Regions from separate parts of the Oryctolagus cuniculus genome. Here region 2 is linked to region 1. A link is a contact called in public Micro-C data. All regions are on one chromosome and are shown on one strand. The core of a region is the stretch at or near the end of the contact, and the rest is flanking DNA. Distances in the headings are between cores, read along the strand shown. Region 1 overlaps CUEDC1 (CUE domain containing 1). Region 2 holds the start of VEZF1 (vascular endothelial zinc finger 1).

Region 1 (4,577 bases), core at 747-3,246:
AGCGAGCAGATACAGGGAGAGGGATCTTGCATCCACTGGTTCACTCCCCAAGTGACTGCAATGGTTAGGTGTGGGCCAGGCTGAATCCAGGAGCCAGGAATTCCACCTCGGTCTCCCACTGTGTGGCAGGGGCCCAAAGACTTGACCATCTTTTGCCGCCTTTGCAAGAGCATCATCAGAGAGCTGGTTCAGAAACAGAGCAGTCAGGACTGGTACTTGAACCAGAGCTCTGCTATGGGATGCTGGTGTCATGGGCAGTGGCTTAACCCATAGCACCACAGAGCCAGCCCCACTGCAGATGCTTAACCACTAGTCAAAACGCCCATCCCACGCTCCTTGTATTTGAAGTGACTGGGGAATTCCAGAATCCAGTGCAGAAAGTACTTCTGGTCTCCCACGTCCCAGAACAAGGGCAGCTGCCCTCAGCGCCTCTGTTTAGTGCACCTGCAGGGTGCTGCTGTGTCTGGGTGTGTGTCAGATGTCCCAGCCCCTCCTCTCCCAGATACACCCGTTCTCGTTCTAGTAACCATCAGAGACCACATTGTGTCTGAACTTTAATTCCGGTTGCTGGAGGGGATCTGATTGGCTCCTTTGGGTCAGCAGTCTATTGCAGGTCCAGTCAGTGGTGGCCAGGAGGATATGGGCAAGTAATGGTCTTGGGGGCCTTTCCCTGTCCAGACAGTCCTCACAGAAGAGATGGGATCTGGGCAGATAACCTTCAAAAGGTGTCCACACTGACCTGGCTCAAGGGTTGCCATGTGGATTGGATGAAGTCAGTATGGAAGACCTGAGAACTGGAAGGTGCTGCTTCCAAGTGAGTCGGCTGGTGGTGTGGGGCTTCCTCCTGGGAGTCCTGGACACTGCACCGCCCTACAGGGGCAGGGAGCGATTCCAGCGCTGTGAGAGGGAATCGAAAACTCTGGCTGGAGGCAGGGGGCTGACTGTTGGGAGGGCTGGGAGCAGGCATGGGAGAGAGAGAGGTCACGGCGGACAGGGCCATCGCCCAGGGTGAGGCTCTGATCATGGAGGGTAAACGTGTCTCTCTCCTGCGTGAATACACATGCTTCTGCAGATGGCTCTGATGCGCACAGATGAGGGCCCGGATACGGCACGCTGGCCCTGGCCCTGGCCCTGCCCCTCGCTCCGACCTACCTGACTGCTGCTCCTGGGAGGTTCTGCACGTGCAGCCGGCGTGCCTGCACCTCAGAACTGGGCCAGCTGGGTCTGAATCTCATTCTCCCCTGCCCTGCTGGGCCACCTGGGCCGATCTTCACCCTCAGCTTCCTCACTGTGAAGTAAGGATGTTTGAGGACCTACCTCATAGGGCTGCGCTGAGTGTGCCACACAGTGTCAGTGCATGGTTCATAGTGGTCAGGGCTGGCCAGCTCCAGGGACCGCAGCCAAGGCCTTTAAGGGTGAGCGTGAACTTGTAGGGCTGCACGGTGGGGAAAGGTGTGTGCAGAGGGCCGGAGAGACCCCGCGGACAGGGCAGGTGCAGCCTGGCCACGCACGCACAGGGCCCTGCCAGCTGCCTCTCCCCTGCTGCCGCCCCGTCCGCTTCCCAGCCACTGCCGCTCCACAGCGTGGCCTTCAGGATGACGCTGCAGATTTCTGGAAGTTTCGTGGCTCCTTCCCGGCAGTCCCGGGCCAGGGGCCTGGGGGTGTTGGGTCGAAAGCCAGGGCTCAGTGCTTCCTTCTGTGAAACCGCAGAGCCCAGAGCTTTCCAGAGGAAGAGGCCTGGTGCTCACGGGCGCAAGCCGAGGGCTGAATTATTCAGCGACCCCGCTGGCTGGTGCTTCTCCTGGGGGAGGACCAAGCGAGGGCGGGGCCGCCTTTGTGTTCTTGGGAGCCCCCCTCCCCCAGGGGCCCATGCTGTCAGCCGCTCCCACTGCCTTTGTCCTGGGGCAGCCCGCAGCCTGCCAGGTTCAGGTTGAGGCCGGGAGGGGGCCCCTCCCTTTCCGCCCTGGCAGCTGAGGTCAGGCCTCTGCCTGATCAGGCTCCGCGGGGACACAGCCGTAATGAATTACGTAAAGAAGTCATTCCCATCAGCAGGCAGGGCAGCTCCTGGGGAGGTGCCTGGGGACCTGGCTGCCCTGGGCTTGGGCTCCCTGTCCCCTTCTCTCTCTCTCTGAAGCCCCAGAGGAAGGAGCGGTCACCTTCGTTCATGCCCTCTGAGGTTATGTTTTCCACCCTGGGGGCTGGACAGAAGTCAGTGCTTCAAGCAGAAGCCCAGGAGATGGGGCTCTGGAGGCCGGTAGGGGCCCGAGAAGAGGGTGGAGTGGGGTGTCCAGACACTGAGGCAGCTCCGGCCAGTCCCGCCCAGGCCCGGCCTGCCAAGGGGACGTGGCCATGGCAACCTCTGGCCATGGCTGGGGTAAACACGGGCTTTCAAAGGGGGCCTTGTTCCCCGGGGGAGCCCTGGTGGGGAGGCGCAGGGGCGGGTGTCTGTGAGGAAATGTCACTCCTGCTTCCCCCTGCCCGGCCCCAGGCCAGTTTCCTGGAGGCTCCTGGAGAATGAAGAGGAAGCACCAGGAATGCGTCCTGTCTCCAGGCAACAGGGTGAGGGGAGGGAGGCTTGGGAAGAAGTGGCTGTCCCGCTGGCCCCCTCGGGGTGCAAGGCCTCCCTGCCTTGGACTGAACTCAACAAGCCAGCGGGGGCCACCCGAGGCAGATCTGTAAGGAGCCAGCTCCCTGCTGGCACCAAATGTCGGAGAAGCGAAATCTCAGGGAAGGCGCCTTACATTTCATGCTTGTAGAAATGCCTGGGGTGTGCTCTGATGAGGAGCCGTTGGTGGGCGCTTGGATGGCCTTGTGGGGAGCTGGGCCCCCGGATTGCCCTCCCGTGAGCAGACTCAGGCCTGCACAGCAGGGAGGACGGCAGGTCTGCTCTGGGAGCACCTAGGTCGCTGAGAGTGTTCCCCACCTCCCCGCCAGGGGACAGGGACTGGGGGCTGCATTCCGCCTCTTAGGAGAGCCTCTGGTCCCAGAGGGCCGGGTAGGCAGGACGGCAGGCTGGTCTCTCAGCAGGTGCCCCCTGGCTCCTGGGGACCTTTGAGGGAAGCTGGGGATGGGGAGGGAGATCTTAACTCAGAAGCGAGGCTCAGCGAGGCGCTGATCTGCGTCTGTGTCCCTTCCCAAGTCACTTGGGCTTGCACAAGTTAACAACTCATCTGGTAGCCTGGAGTTCCCTGACCTGAGCCCCGTGTCCCCTGCCCTTCCGGGGTGGGACCCAGAAACCAAAGTTAGGTGCTGGGTGTTCCTGGGCCCCCTTCTCCCTTTGTGTGCTCCCCGTGCTGTATGCTGGGTGAGATGGGGCTGGCGTGGTCCAGGCACTTTTTTGATGAGCATGAAATCACAGGTCCCCGTGTGCAGCTTTGTGGAGAGAGGGAACAGCAGAGTTCCTGCTTCTGCAGCGGTCTGGCGGAAGAGAGGACCCAGCGGCACGTTAAAGGGACATGAGGGCTTAGGAAGTGACAGCCGAGGGCAGCTCCAGGCAGTGCCTGGCCGCCCAGTCAAGGGGCGGGGCCCCGGGCAGGGCAGTTTCCAAGCCCCCGCTCCCCCCCCCCCCCCCCGCCGGCTGCTTTCTCCAGTGTGGGGCCAGAGCTGAGAAGCCTCCCGCAGCTCAGTGGCTCAACACCTGGGGTTGTTGCAGCGGGTGGGGTGCTGCTGGCGTCTGTGGGCAGAGGCCAGGGAATGTGGCTGAATAGCTTTGTGGGTCCAGGCAGCACCCCGCCACAGAGAATTATTCCACCCCAAATGTCAGTGCCCCCGGAGGTTGAAACCCCTGCCCTCCTGCCCCGACCAGACCTGGGATGTGTTTTCAGAATTCAGACTGAGGGAAGGCCGCAGGTGCGGGGAGAGGAACGCGGTGGGGCTGTGGTGAGGGGAGGCTTGCAGTTAGGAGACTGGGGTCTGAGACGCTTTGCAGCCCCACGATCCTGGAGTCTGTCCTGGGTCTTGTCCAGACCCCTTTGGTTGGGCCTCAAGCTCCTGTGTGTTTGCTTTAAAAAAAAAAAAAGTTTATTTTGTTTTACTTATCAAAAGGCAGAGTGACTGAAAGAGAGAGAGAGCTCCCACTTCTGTCTTATGGTTCACTCTCAACTGCCCAGCAGCCTGGGCTGCGCCAGGCTAAAATCAGTAACCCAGAGCTCCAGTCCAGTCTCCCACATGGGTGACAGGAACCCAAGGACACGAGCATCACCTGCTGCCTGCCAGGGTGCGCGTCAGCAGGAAGCTGGATCAGAAGTGCAGTAGCTGGGACGTCAGCCAGGCGCTCCAACGCGGGATGTGGGTGTCCCAGGTTGTGGCTTATGTGGCATCTCAGTGCATGCCTCTCTGTCTGCTTCACGTATCAGAGACCCTCAGGCCTTTCCTTACCCAGTGGAGGAAACCATAAGCTTCCCAGTCCCTCCCTTGGGCTGACTTTCACTCAGTCCACCCAGATGCAATTCGAGAGCCACTGTCCAGGCCTCTCTCCCCCTCCTCCTCTGCTCCAGGAACAGGTAGCGCCTGTGCGCCAAGTTCCCAGCTTCATCTACTCCCTGCTTCTTCTTCTTCTTCATTTTTTTTTTAAAGAT
Region 2 (4,945 bases), core at 541-3,040, 46 kb before region 1:
CAGGGGAGCAGCAGAGACAGTGCTACCAATGAGAATAAAAAGACATGCAGTATCCAAAGTCAGCAAGAGCAAAGATTATGCCTTAGATTTGCATTTTGTTTCCCTCTTCAGTGTGCATGTGTATATAAAGGTACTTCCAAAAGTTCCTAGAAGATGCACGTTATCAAAAGCTGTATGTGGTTTCAAATTTTTGTGCCCCAATAAGCATCTTTTAATTCCATTTTCCATGAACTTTTTGAAGTATGAAGCACCCTCGTACACACTTCAGCTTCCCGAGCCATTTTGTTTTTGTTTCTAAAATAAACTAATGGACATTTAGAGGAGACATGGGGGCCTCCATAGTAGTTTAGCTGAAGAATGTGCATCAGAAAGTCTTCATCATTTTCTGTCCCCTCCTGTCTTAGGCTGACCGGTTCCCTGGTGTTACCTGCTTCTGCTACTGATCCAAACCGCAGAGCTTCTCATTGATCCCCAAGGTCTCCGGGCAGTATCCAATGGGGCATCGGCTCTCTAAAAGGAACCAGATCAACGATTCCAGCCCCTTCATTCTGGTGACTGAGGGAAGGAAAGGGGGAGGTGGGGGGAACATTGTGTAGGGGACAGAAAAGAAGCACAGACTGTCCAAGCACTGTACCTCTTCAGATTTTACTGTGTATCGCTGAAGGAAGTTGGAGGTGGTGACCTGTGTGGAGGGGAATGAATGGAGGGGATGATAAGAGTTGGTTTTGAAAGATGTTGGAAGTCTTGAAATAATGCAGCCATCTGAGGAATTTTTTTAAGCTAAAGTTCATAAGACTATAACTGATATAGCCTGCCCCCTCATTTCCCCACCACAGATTTCTTGGACTGGAGACACTTGTTTAATAATAGCTTGTCTCTGATATTCCCAGTAGCTACTTCTGTGTGAGGAAAGGATAGAAAACGTTCAGGACATCATCACACAGGCTCTTCTACAAAGTTCCAGTAGCAGTGACGCCTACATGGAAGACTTGGAACTGCAGACAGAGGCTGGGGTCACCTCAGTGACATCTCCTGACGCTGTCCAACCAGAAGTTCCATTTTTTATTGGCGGGAGGGGGCTGAAGGAGGAAGCAGACTGTACTCAAGGACTAAAATAATTTCATGGCTATATTTTCTCACTTGTTTTTATTTTGTTGGTGGGAGAGGAGGGGTTTGGGGTAGAATTTCACATCATATCTGGAGTGAAGGGGAGGGTGGGGAAGCCCAGCCCTTCACCCAAGAATAACCCAGTAATGACATGTCTGTGCGTGGGAAGTGCTTCCCTCCACCCTGGGAGGATCTGAGGCGGCACCCCAGTGGGATTCCCTGCCGGCGATGGAAAGGCTACTCAGAGGGAGATGACCTCGCTCAGCGAGAGTTCCCAGGGCTTGGCGGACCAGAAAAGAAACGCCTAAGGGGCGAAACACCGCAAGTCCGCGGGGCTTCCCCCAATTTCGAGGTGGGGGCTATGCTGTACATGCGGGACTGAAGAATTGGGTGACCGCCATGGCTTGTGCCCTCCGCTGAGGGGCTGCTAGGGACGCGGCACTGCTGGGCACCGTGTCTGAGTCACGGGAGACGGCCCAGCTGTGCCCAGAGGGCCAGCGCCAGACCCTGGCGTCCTCCATCTTCTCTCCTGAGCTCCCCCTGCTCCAGCTGCCTGAGCCACGGACCGCAGCACCACACACCCCCGCGGGGGGGGACGCCGCGCCCCATCCCCGCCCCCGGCCCCACCCCAGCCCCCCCGCGGGGGCCCTGACCCCACCGCCGGCGGGCACTGGCTGAGCTCTGAGGCGGCGGGCCGGCGGCGGGGACGCGCACCGGGGGTCCGGGCAGCTGGGGGCGGCGGCGGCCGGGCCGGGGCTCCCCCCCCGCCCGCGCTCGCCGCCGCGGTGGTGCGTCCCGGAGGTTACCGGAAGTGGCCGCGCTCGGCGCTGCCATGTTGAGGAGCCGCCGCTGCCGCTGCCGCCGCCGCCGCCGCCGCCGCTTTGTTGTCGCCTCCTCCGGCTGAGGAGGCTCCCCGAGCGGGGGGAGTGGGGAGGAGGGGGGTCGGCCGCCGCAGCCATGGAGGCCAACTGGACCGCGTTCCTGTTCCAGGTACTGGGGGCCCCCCCGGGGGGGCACGGGGGGGACAGGGGGGCCGGGCCCCGGGCTGGCGGGCGGGCGGGCGGGCGCTCCTCCTCCCCTCCCTCCCGGCTCCGCTCTCCGGCCCGGCCTTAATCCCCCTTTGTTTTTCCGCCCGCCCGCCCCGGCGGAGCCGGGCTGCTGAGGTGATAGGAGGCGGCCTCGCGGGGTGCGGGGGAGCGAGCAGGCCTCGGGGTGAACCCCGGAGCCCCCCCAGCACACAGTAACACACGCATACACACCCTTCCCTCCCGCCCCGAAGGGGAAGGGAGGAGGCCGATCGCTGTCACCAGCCCGCAGCCCAGAGAAAGGAGAGCGCCGGGCTGCTGGATAGCGCGGCTGCTCGGCCACTGCGCGCCGGGCCCGGGCCCGCGCGGTGGGGTGAGGGGGTCCCCAGGTCCTGCCGAGGGCCCCCCGACATGCACTTGGTCCGTCTTTGGCTCGCTCTCCCGCCCTTTCCCCTCGGTCCCCTCTCTTTTTGTGCGTGTGCGTGTGTGTGTTGACTTTCTAACCCCCTGGCACATCCAGGCGAATAGCGGGACTCCCCGGGCTGCCCGCCACTCCCCCTGCCCGCCGCCCCCCTCGTGTCTGTGCTCTTGAGGCAGGGGTGTCGTGAGCGTACATCCCCTCCCCAAACTTTCTCGCCGGGGCCCCAGTGTTCCTCTCGCGAGCCGCAGCCGAGCCTTGGCAGCTGACACCTCTCGCTCTGTCCAGCTCTCCCGCCGGCCCATTCAGCCCGGGGAATCCCCGGGCCGCCGCGCCGGGCCGGGCGGGGGGCGGCGCTCCGGGCGGACGCTGCCTGCGGCCGGCCGAGCGGGGCGACGCGAAGTGGAGAGCGCAAACAAAGTCCGCTTACAAAGCCCCCAGATGAGTCACTCGCCGGGGTGTTGGAGTGCGCTTTTTTGCAAGAAACTTAAAAGCGGCCGCGGTTGATAACGCCGGCGGCGATCCTCTTGCCAACTCACTTTCGTTGGGGGACCCCCTCTTGGAAAGACTCGGCTGGGACCTACTTTCTCCTGCTTCGTTTCTGTTTGCAGACGAAGCATTTAGTGGGCAGCAGCGATGAGCTCACAGGGAAACTTGGGAACCCGAGGAGGTTAGGAAGCTCGTCACTTCTAAGAGCGTTCTTCCCGCCTCTGAGTTATTTTCCTTCTTGGAATACTTCGCCAAATCCCAAACGCGTAGACGGGCGCTTGAGACCTTTCGGAACTATCCAGGAACGGATGCAGAATTTTCAGAAGAATGTCCTCCCGGCCCCTGGACCCATCCCGGTGGACTTAGTGTAGGGAATAGAAGGTTTCAAACGATGCCTATCGTGTACATCTGCTTTATTGTGTTAAGACATAAGTTCTTTCAAATATGGGCAACTTGATTCTTCTTAGTAGTTGTGGAAGTATTCAAGCTTCTTAAAATTGAAAATACTCAAAATTATGGAACTCATTCCCCTTTTGTCATTCTGAACTAGTATTGTTTCATTGTGCTTTGGTGAGCTTGATAACAGTGTGATAATCAATTTAAGAATTCATTGGAAAAAAATGATAACAAAATTATCTACCATCCAGTTAGTGTAAAGGTGGCAAATGCCTTTTCTGGAAAAAAAAAAACACAAAACTTTAAAATGGCCCGTTGTAGATTCAGGAGTGATAAAAAACATTTTAAACCTGGTATCTATAAACTTAATGGAGACTGAAGAAAGCAAGTGTTCTTTCTGTAAAGGAAAAACCTGTAATTCATCTTTGGAAAGCTACTTGGAAAATCTTTTGGAATTTTTGTTATTGCTATTAATTCTTTTCTTGGATAAAACAAATGCCAAGCATTTACTGATTCAGATTTTAATTAGATTTTATATTATTTAATTTTTTCAGCTAATTAAAGTCCTTTATTCATCTGGTGGAAAAGTGTTAAAGCTAATATTTTTCCATGGGCTTTGGCAATGTGTGCACTGAAAATTGTTGGAAAACTTGTAACTTAGAGCCAAGGAGAGGGTGAGTGGGGAAAGAGGATATTTTGGTCTTTTCTGTAGAAAGGTATGAATAGGCTTAGTTCCAGTTTTAAGAAACTTTCATCAGGGAAATGGAGTGTTAAACACTTGTATTTGTTTCCTGGAGCATCCTGTTGAATTTATATTTTAAAGCAATTTAGTACTGCTTGCTTTCCAGATAACCTGGTGGAAAGTGAAAGCCATAGCTGTTAAAATATTTGATGGATGATTCTCCTAACAGGACATTCAAGATATGACTCACCGATGCTAATTTGTTTCAGTACAAAATCTTTTACCCTCTGGCGCTGGAGATTTCATGGTGCCACATCCTACCACCCTGGGTGATGAAATAACATTTCTGTTTTGGTTTTTTTGCCAGCCCTAGAAAAAGAAAAGTTTGAGCAAGGTTAAAATGTCTTGCAGTTGAAAGAGATGGGAGATAAAATTAAAACTTTGATTTGATGGTGCTAGTCATATAAAAGTCTACTCAGAAGTTACATTTTTAAAATAAACCATTTAACTAAAGGGAGGTTGTGGTTGTTATTTTATTGTCTCTCCCCCCAGAGAATAAGTTGGGAAAATCCAGTCCCCCTCTTAGAAGGCTTCATGTAGAAGTGTGGGGACCCTAGGAGTCCTTGGAGAGTGATTTCAATAGTGGTTCTCCAGCATTTCACCCCCTCGTGTGAGAGTGAGCTTCAGCAATGCTGTGGAAATACTTATATTGCCACAGACATCAGAATTGGTAAAATGGCAGTAAGTGCTTTTAAGTACTTCGTTGCACTAATGGTTGTTTGGAATTGGAAAATGCCTCAAAACGTTATAAGTTTGAACTTTGTCCAG

Evidence for each region. A called contact is a pair of places that touch in the nucleus more often than the background predicts.
Region 2: a contact with region 1 is called in a Micro-C map of ear pinna, with 2.1 times the contacts expected there. The contact joins the promoter of VEZF1 here to the enhancer-like site in region 1. A contact is called at or near these places in 2 of 6 Hi-C or Micro-C datasets (ear pinna and skin fibroblasts).

Annotation. Positions count from the first base shown.
Region 1 is chr17:33,386,625-33,391,201 of mOryCun1.1, reverse strand. All of the region lies in intron 1 of CUEDC1 (CUE domain containing 1), which reads left to right. Among named protein-coding and RNA genes, the nearest start is that of CUEDC1, 15 kb to the left of the region's middle. Within about 2 kb of position 1,996, at least 5 of the 8 cell types and tissues checked have an H3K27ac peak or open chromatin away from gene starts, as enhancers often do. A contact at or near this core is called in ear pinna, where this site is marked.
Region 2 is chr17:33,431,619-33,436,563 of mOryCun1.1, reverse strand. It overlaps VEZF1 (vascular endothelial zinc finger 1), which reads left to right and starts at 1,790. Exons shown (of 6, transcript XM_051824818.2): 1 at 1,790-2,097. The coding sequence starts at 2,065. SRSF1 (serine and arginine rich splicing factor 1) reads left to right here. Exons shown (of 6, transcript XR_011383534.1): 5 at 405-551; 6 at 891-1,129.